Regions from separate parts of the Sus scrofa genome. Here region 2 is linked to region 1. Evidence: chromatin contacts called from public promoter capture Hi-C data. All regions are on one chromosome and are shown on one strand. The core of a region is the stretch at or near the end of the contact, and the rest is flanking DNA. Distances in the headings are between cores, read along the strand shown. Region 1 holds the start of NARS (asparagine--tRNA ligase, cytoplasmic). Region 2 holds the start of FAM96A (MIP18 family protein FAM96A).

Region 1 (4,219 bases), core at 1,146-3,645:
GTGTTAACAATCAACCTTTAGATTAGAGGTCAATTTGCCAAATGAGAATCATCTTGCAGGGTCATTACAAAATGGGTGCTGAGCCAAGCTTCATAATGAGTAAGCCAGCCTATGGAGTCCTATACAGGGTTTCTCGTTACCACCCACTTGGGAACTCTCACCTACCTTCAGATTCCTCATTTAAATTTTGTGTGACCAACATAAACGTGCATCATTAGTGAAGAGTTTAACAGAGGTGACACTAAGGACTCTTTCTAAAGGTATATTTATGGTTCAACTTTTTGGGAAACTTGCCTCAGGATTCCATCACTGCCAACATCTTGAGTAAATGTGAACCTAGAAGAGCTCTTTTCAATTTATTGGGTTTGTCCAAGACCAGACTGTTTCTTAGGATTTTGTGGCTTGGGGTGAAAATACTTTCATGATCTGCTCCAACAACAACAAAAACAAACAAAAACAAAATACACACACAACCATAAACCAAGAAATCCACTGGGCCTCTGAGATCCCCAGAGACCCCACAGGAGCCTCAACTCCTGCTAAACTAATACCATGATTGCTCTTCAAAATAACCTGGGGGAGTTCTCCCTCATTGCTTTCAGAGAACACAATCCCTTGTGTTCTGAAAGCTTCCCACTCCCCCCTCCATTTGACTCTACCTTCAACTTTCAAGACCATTTGACTCTACCTTCAACTTTCAAGACTATCTCAAATCCCACATTGTACCCAGGTCAATTCAAAGAAAGGAGTCCAGGCTGATACGAATTGTGCATTTAGAAAGCTTGAGAGCATACAGCCTGGTGAGCCTACGGGGGGGGGTTGGGGTGGATCCTAAGAGCAAAAGAAGTCAGGGAGGGTTGCCAGCTGGAGAATGAGAGTTTATGTTTCCAACTGTTCGCCCTGGCTGGAGTATAGAGATTAGACTGGAGAAATAAGGAGGACTGAGAAGACAGGAGGAAGGATACAACAGCTGAGCCCTGAACAACTCAGGGGTTAGGGCACAAATCCTCACGCAGCCGAAAATCAGATTATAACTTTATAACTGACCATCGGTGGAATCAACCAACTGCAGATCCTGTACTACTGCACTAGGTATTTACTGGGGAAAAACCCACCCATCAATTCAAATTTGTGTTGTTCAAGGGTCAGCTGTGGTTACATTGTACCAGAAGGTAAGGACAGGTGCTGAGCCTGGAAAGTTTGAGAGTTTTGAAGGAGGGCCATCAGAGCTCCTATTCAACAGCGTGAAGCAAGAGATGGGTCATTTCTTGAGAGAGTTGGGGCAGTGGAAAAGATCTGCAGAGTCTGAGATACTTTGAAAACTGGCCAGAATTCATTAGGAGTGGGGTATGGGTCCGTCCCACCAGCATCCCTCAGCAGTTTGAAGGCCTGAGATTTGATTTAAGCAGGATCATGGAACAAAAGAACAATGATTAACTAGCAATACTATTTACATCCTAATTCAGAAAGTTCACTAGATGCCAAGCACACACTAGGCATTTCTGTATCTCACATTAACCTCCAAAGGCAGCCTTTCCAGAATATTATCATCACTTTACAGTTGAAAAACCTGTGGCTCAGAGAGATTAAGGAACCCGAGCAGAGTCACTGAGGCAGAAAGAGCCCTGTGTCCTAGGATATCTGGCTTCAGTGCCCCATTAGTCACCCGCCTTCAAGAAAAATGAAGGACACTTTATAGTGTCCTTCATTTTAACTTTTCAGGAAGAGATTAAAGACAAAGCTAGCAGTTTACAAACACGAAAGAGCCTGGGGGCCGCCAAAATAAATTAACGAGCAAACCTAAATGCTTAAATTTAACTCTACAAGCAAAAAGTTACATTTCCAGTTTTCTAAGTTAATAGTGTCACTGTAATGATAATTCCCACTTTTTGTTTGCAGTGTCAAATCGATTTTAAACATTACTGAGATTTTCTCAAACATTACTGAGATTTTCTTCGATTGCTTGACCGCTTCGCTATCTAGGCAAACACTAAGCTTCCCCTCCCCACACCCCAGCCCCCGTTCCCGGCCCTGGGTTGGGGAAAAGTGTCCTAGAAACGCTTACAGTGATTTTTGCCTCTTCTCTCTTCGAAACGTCTTGAGGAGCAAATAACTTTAGTGCATAAAAAAGCGCTAAAGAAGCCTGCGCGCTTGCTCCAAGATAACGCACGGAAAGCTGTGCTCAAACAAGCCTGAGATCCAGCCTCCCTTACTCACAGGGGAGGTGCCGCGCAGAACCGGAAATGTTAAGACCACGTGTGGAAAGGCAAAAGTGCCTGGAGACAACATGGCAACACGGAAGTTGCGGGCCTTGGGCCCCAGCCAGCGGCCCGCTACGGTGGCCCGCGGGGGCCATAACAGGGTTAGGACCGTGATTCGCTTCTGGCTCCCGGTGGAGCGGAGGAGGCTTCTACCCAGAGACTAGAACAACCCTGATGGGCGGGGGCGAAATATCGAGGACCGCAAGAAGAGGGCGCCCCAGCTGGGCGGTCTGAGGAGGAGAGAAAAACAATACCATTCACTGCATGCATTCATTCACTATAAGCACCGACAAATTTCAATTTGTTCTTGGAAGTGACTGTTTCCACGATGCTGTAAGTAAAGTTCTGCTTCCGGAAGGAGGTTGGACTAAACTGTCTGCCCAACAGATAATTAGCAAACGCTTACTGAGTGCAAGCTGTGCTGAGTGCCCTGGAAGGATGCCAGCATGGCATCTTACCTACATTCTGGTAGTGACATGTACGGGCCAGGGACCAGACACAGGGGGCAGGGGCAAGTTCAGTACGGGCTGTGGGTAGATGAGGAGCAAACCACTCTAGGAAAGAGGTTGACTGCTTTGTTTTTATTACTGGGGGTAGAAACTGCAGGAGGCAGGCAGAGGGTCTTGTCTGCAGTTGCCCTGGAGCTGTCGTCCCTTCTCTCACTTCCATTTCATGTGGTCTTCACTGGTGTTAGGAGAGTTTGTCCTTCCTTTGGGCAAAGAACGGTAAAGATTGGAGTTCCCGTAGTGGCGCAGTGGTTAACGAATCCGACTAGGAATTCGTTGCGGGTTGCGGGTTCTGTCCCTGCCCTTGCTCAGTGGGTTAACGATCCGGTGTTGCCTTGAGCTGTGGTGTAGGTTGCAGACGCGGCTCGGATCCCGCGTTGCTGTGGCTCTGGCGTAGGGTGGCGGCTACAGCTCCGATTCAACCCCTAGCCTGGGAACCTCCATAAGCTGTGGGAGCGGCCCAGAGAAATAGCAAAAAGACAAAAAACAAAACAAAACAAAACCAAAAAAAAAAAAACAGTAAAGATTTCTGCCTTCTGGCTTCAGTGTGGGTCATAGACATTTCAAGTGCTTCACAGAAATGAAAATACCTGGAGAACTGTTTGAAACCAAAAAACACACAAAATAATCATAATAATATACATTCCACTGTGTGAGAGATTGCATCAAACATTGTCTGACACCTTGCAGTGTGTTTTAACTGCCTCCCAATAGGCTATTCAGCTCCTCTTTTAAGCCAGCTGCTTCTGAGTAACGGGGCTTTTATCGGTCACTACTGTCCTGATAAAGCTGTGTAACAAAATGTTCCAAAACTCAGAGGCAACACAACAATCATTTATTCTCACTGGTCTATCTAGGAGTCAGCTGATCTGGACCAAGTTCAGGTGGGTTTAGTTCCAAGATGTAGACTGGATCCAGGTCACACTTCTATCACCTTCCTTGGACCAGTAAACTCTTCTCCTGATAATGGCAGGGGCAAGAAAACACACTCAACTGTACAAGCACATTTTTAAAAAATTTTTTTCCTTTAAATTTTTAAAAAATTTTTAATTATTATTTTTATTTTTATATAAATGCAATAAATTCATTGAGTAATAAAATTAAAAAATAAAAAATAAATTTAAAAAATACAAGCACACTTTAAACCTTCGCTTTTGTCAGCTTAAAAACTATGGATGACTTACAAGTTGAAAGTTGTTTTACTGGGGACAAAATGAAGACTACAGCCCAGGAGGCAGCATTTCAGATAACTTTGAAATTCTGCTCCAAAGAAGTAGGAGGGAGTGTCAGTACACATGTGATTTTGGAGGGGAAGTACATGCAGCCACACACACACATTTTATATAAGTTAGCTGCTAGCCTTGTGGAGGTTACTGCTAGTTACCAGGAGCAGATGTCACCATGAAGTCTTTTCTAGATATGAGATGTAAGAATTGGGCTCATAAAATCCTC
Region 2 (4,219 bases), core at 824-3,323, 1.0 Mb before region 1:
CTCTCTTTTTTTTTGGGGGGCCGCACCCACGGCATATGGAGGTTCCTACACAGCCACAGCAATGTTGGATCCGAGCCACGTCTGCAACCTACACCACATCTCACAGCAACATCGAATGCTTCACCCACTATGCACGGCCAGGGATTGAACCCACAACCTCCCGGTTCCTAATGGGATTCATTTCCCCTCTGCCATGACAGGAACTCCATATACTCTTTATATGTCCAGATCCTACCAATCCTTCAAGGCCCAATTCAAGTGACTCCTTTTTTTTTTTTTTTTTTTTTGTCTTTTTTTTTTTTTTTTTAGGGCTGCACCCTCGGCATATGGAGGTTCCCAGGCTAGGGGTCAAATCGGAGCTGTAGCCACTGGTCTACGCCACAGCCACAGCAAGGCCAGATCCGAACCTCGTCTGTGACCTACACCACAGCTCGACAATCCTGGATCTTTAACCCACTGAGCAACGCCAGGGCTGGAACCTGCATCCTCATGAATAGTAGTCAGGTTCTTTTCCACTGTGCCACAACTGAAACTACCAAGTGTCTCCTTAAAGTCTCTCCTTCCTCTGAATTTCTGTATCTCTCGTACAGTCTTTGGCCTTCTTTTGCATATGATTTTTAAGTTACATTTTTGCATTTATAAAGGCTCCCCTCAACAAAAGTGTGAGGACAAAAACTCTCTTTCAAAGTTGTATCACCAGTGCCCTGTTGTCCCTAGATGCTGGAGATAGAGATCTGACAGGACAGGAATGTGTCCATCTGCCTTGTGGAGATCATTCCATTCATAATTATCTCCTCATTGGGGTTAAGTCCTGCCTCTAGCAATAGGTAAACTAGATTAGCTCCAAATGTCTTTAACATCCCTGGCTTCTTTCTACTGGTCTATAATCCTTACCTGCATATTTGCATTCTTGCAGTTTTACCCTGGTTACCAGGAATTGCCGAAAGTTAGACCAGTCTTTTTAGTTTTCAAACACAATACTAGAAAATCCCCAAAAAAGGTAAGTCATAAAGCAAAAGTGCACTAAGTTTGGAATCAGAAGATTCCAAACTTAGTGATTGGTTTTTGGTGTTTCCTTAACCAAAACTTTGGTTTTGGTGTTTCCATGGAGTCAATGTGGCCTCCAAGTAGTTGCTTAACCACTCTAAACCTTTGTTTCCTCATCTGTACAGTGAAGACGGTTCCAGGGTTTGAAAAGAGTCTACCTGCATCTACATCTAAAACTCTGTGTGTGGTTTGCTTTTTTGTTCTTCTTTTGTTTTTGCATTCCAGGCTTAGCTGTGTGGAAAAAAAACAAAAACAACAACAACAAAACTTAAAGTTCAAGGCTAGGCTCTCAGGAACCTCTGGCTATTGCCTATGCAGAAAAGAGTAGCTGTGACCTTGAGCTAGTCCTCAACTCCACCCAGCAATGCCCTCGGCGGTGGCAGGATTGTGTGTCCAGGGGCTGGAGATAGGAAGCTCAAGTCATGCAATCAGGCCAGCTTTGCTTCCTAACCAAGCATCCTAGACTCCTGCTCTGCCCAGATGTCTTGAGATGGCCACTAGAACGTGAGGCAGACAAGAAAATTGAAGCATTTGAGACTCAGGGTTCGACTTGCCCTAGGTTTAGGAAGAACCTTATAAAGACCACATGCCCGAAAAACTTGGGACCCGGGAGAAAAAGCTTTCCATGCTCCCAGAAATCCGGCAAAAACCACTCCCACTCTCAGGTGAGGCCCAAGTTACCCCCGCCTCCATATATACCGCCAAACACTGCCCTCGGTAAAATTATTTACCATAAACCTCTAGCGCTTTCTCTTCCATGATCCGGGGCTGCCGGGCAGCTCCGCGCTCAAAGAGGCCGGAGAGCCACAGGACTCTGTTCAGCGTCCTGGAAAGCAGCCCGGACACCCGCTCCATTCTCACGCTCCGCCATCCCTGGCGACTGTCCCACCCGAGCCACCGTCTTTCAACAGCGAGCTTCACAATTTATCAACTTCCTGATCTTCAAAGGGGCCAAGACAAGCCTAAAAGGTCCTGGGCAGCAGAGACTAGGCGGGACTGGACGGAGTAGCGCGAAGGATCTAGGGAAAAAGGCTGCACGGACTACAAACCCCAGCATACTTTGCTCGGCTTTGGCGGACAGGAGGGGCGGGCGGGGGGGGGGGAAATCCCTAGAGGCACGTGAAGCGCGTTGTGTGCTGGGACGTATGGGCGTTTTCTTCGGAAGACGGAGAGCTGCATTATGGGAACTGTAGTTTCCCACGGTGGGGGGGTCGGGAGGGAGGTAACGTTTTGTTACCCATTACAAAATGCCTCACTCAGCGCTTGGATAAGCTAAGGATGAATACTGAAGAGGTAGGGAAAAGGAAATCTTGATTTCTAGTGCTGGAGGACGTCTACACGGAGACTCCCTACCGTTATTTCTCCGAGAGAGTGTCGCTTCCAGCCAAAGTTTTCTTAACGACTAGTCAGGCCGGAAGTGAGTTTCCGTTGCAGTGAAAGGACGTGTACTTGGATGGTTAGGCGTGGAGGGGGTTCCTTTTTGGTTTTGTCTCATAGGAACTCAGGCCAGCACAACTCCCAATACCCCCTGAATATTTCTGCCAGTTTCCCTCGAAGACAACTTAGAACGAGAGAGCTTTCCCCTGTGTCCGGTGTGTCTCACAGTGACATTAGAGATCGCAATCCTAAAAAGAACGTTCTAAGCCCTTTGGTATTGGTGGCTGTGATGATGCCAGTAACAAGGTTGATGGTATTAATTTTATCCATCCATCCTTCCAATCAAGTCTCAAACGTTTATTAGATACTTAATTTGCCAGACTTAGTCTATAGACGCGGAGGATACAAGATGGGACAGGACTCCCGCCCTTAAGCAGCTCACAGACCTGTGAGGGAGCCAACACCTGATGCTGAGAGATTTGCAGTTACAAACAAACTAAACCTTTTGTCAAAGTTGATGCCAAGTTTAGTATCATCTCTATTGAGAGGAAGGTCAGGATTTCTTGCTGAGTTATCCCATGATAACATATCCTATTTATCTTTAAAGATAAAATCTTATATAGCTGATTTAGACTTTAAGCCCACCAGATAATAGTGAATAGTTTAGGCCGCAGGAAAATTTGGTTCAGAGTTTAATAATTCCCCTGTCATCTGTTCCACTCCACTTACTCCACAGCAGTTGTGAGGATAATCCTAACTTCCTTGCGACCAAACTTAGCCCACTGAAGTCTCACCTCTTTGAGGCGTCCTGACTTCTCCAGGCAGAATTGATGATCTCTTACTATGCTCCCACAGCACATTATAGCACTGATCGTATTGAATTGTTAATTTACATGCCCGTCTCCCTCAAGCGCCTGGTGGGCAGAAGGAGCTTTATTTTTATATGTGAAACGCATAGCAGGGTGCGAGGCACAGAGTAGATGCTCAATATTTATTTCTTGAATGAACTAACTAAATGTCAAGAGAATAAATGGCGAAAATTGACTGCATATGTTGAGACCTCAACCAAAAATACTTATTAAATGTCTTTGAAGCCGCTGCGCTTGGCATGAGTTGGTGGCTGGTAGAGGTTTTCAGACTTTTTTCATCTCCTTAAGAAGTCTATTAGATAAAGCACAAAGAGCCACAGGAACCTGAGCGGCCCCTAGCTCCTCCTCTCTTGCTCCTCTGCTCCCTAGGTTAAGAGTGCGGGGTCGCGATCCAGGGCTTGGATTGGCTGGACAGGAGCTGCGAGCCGGCCCCCACCCCGCCCCGAGCGAGTACGCCCCGCCCCTTTTCCCCGCCCTGTGTGTCCCGCAGGGCTGGTGGCTGCCATCCCGCCTCCGCTCTGCTGGAACGCTTTGCTCGCGGCACTATCTCTCCATAAAGTTGTTGTTGCGGCTTCCGCCGCGGGTGGAGGAAGATGGCGTCGGGTGGTGGTGGCTGTAGCGCTTCGGAAAGACTCCCTCCCCCCTTCCCCAGCCTGGAACCGGAGTTCGAGGGGGCGACAGGGGGGTCGGAACCCGAGGCGGGGGACAGTGACACCGAGGGGGAGGATATTTTCACCGGCGCCGCGGCGGCCGTAAGTTCGCCCCCTTCGGGGCAGGCGGGCGGGCGCCCCAAAAGGAAAGGCTAAGCGAGTGCCGGGAAGGCTGGGCAGAGTGGGCCCGGCGAGACCTTGTGTTGGTGACAGTAGTCATGGCTTGGGTCCGGATGAGCGCAGAGACGTGAGCCCTGGCTTCCTGGACGCTGGGTG

The links. Promoter capture Hi-C pulls out the DNA fragments that hold promoters and counts their contacts.
Region 2: a contact with region 1 is called in a promoter capture Hi-C map of liver, with 3 times the contacts expected there. The contact joins the promoter of FAM96A here to the promoter of NARS in region 1. A contact is called at or near these places in 1 of 5 promoter capture datasets (liver) and 2 of 47 Hi-C or Micro-C datasets (heart right ventricle and liver).

The regions. Positions count from the first base shown.
Region 1 is chr1:106,931,281-106,935,499 of Sscrofa11.1, reverse strand. NARS (asparagine--tRNA ligase, cytoplasmic) reads left to right here and starts at 2,395. Exons shown (of 16, transcript XM_003121455.6): 1 at 2,395-2,594.
Region 2 is chr1:107,949,472-107,953,690 of Sscrofa11.1, reverse strand. FAM96A (MIP18 family protein FAM96A) reads right to left here and starts at 2,073. Exons shown (of 4, transcript XM_021093923.1): 1 at 1,779-2,073. The coding sequence starts at 1,902. It overlaps SNX1 (sorting nexin-1), which reads left to right and starts at 3,771. Exons shown (of 15, transcript XM_021093910.1): 1 at 3,771-4,045. The coding sequence starts at 3,887.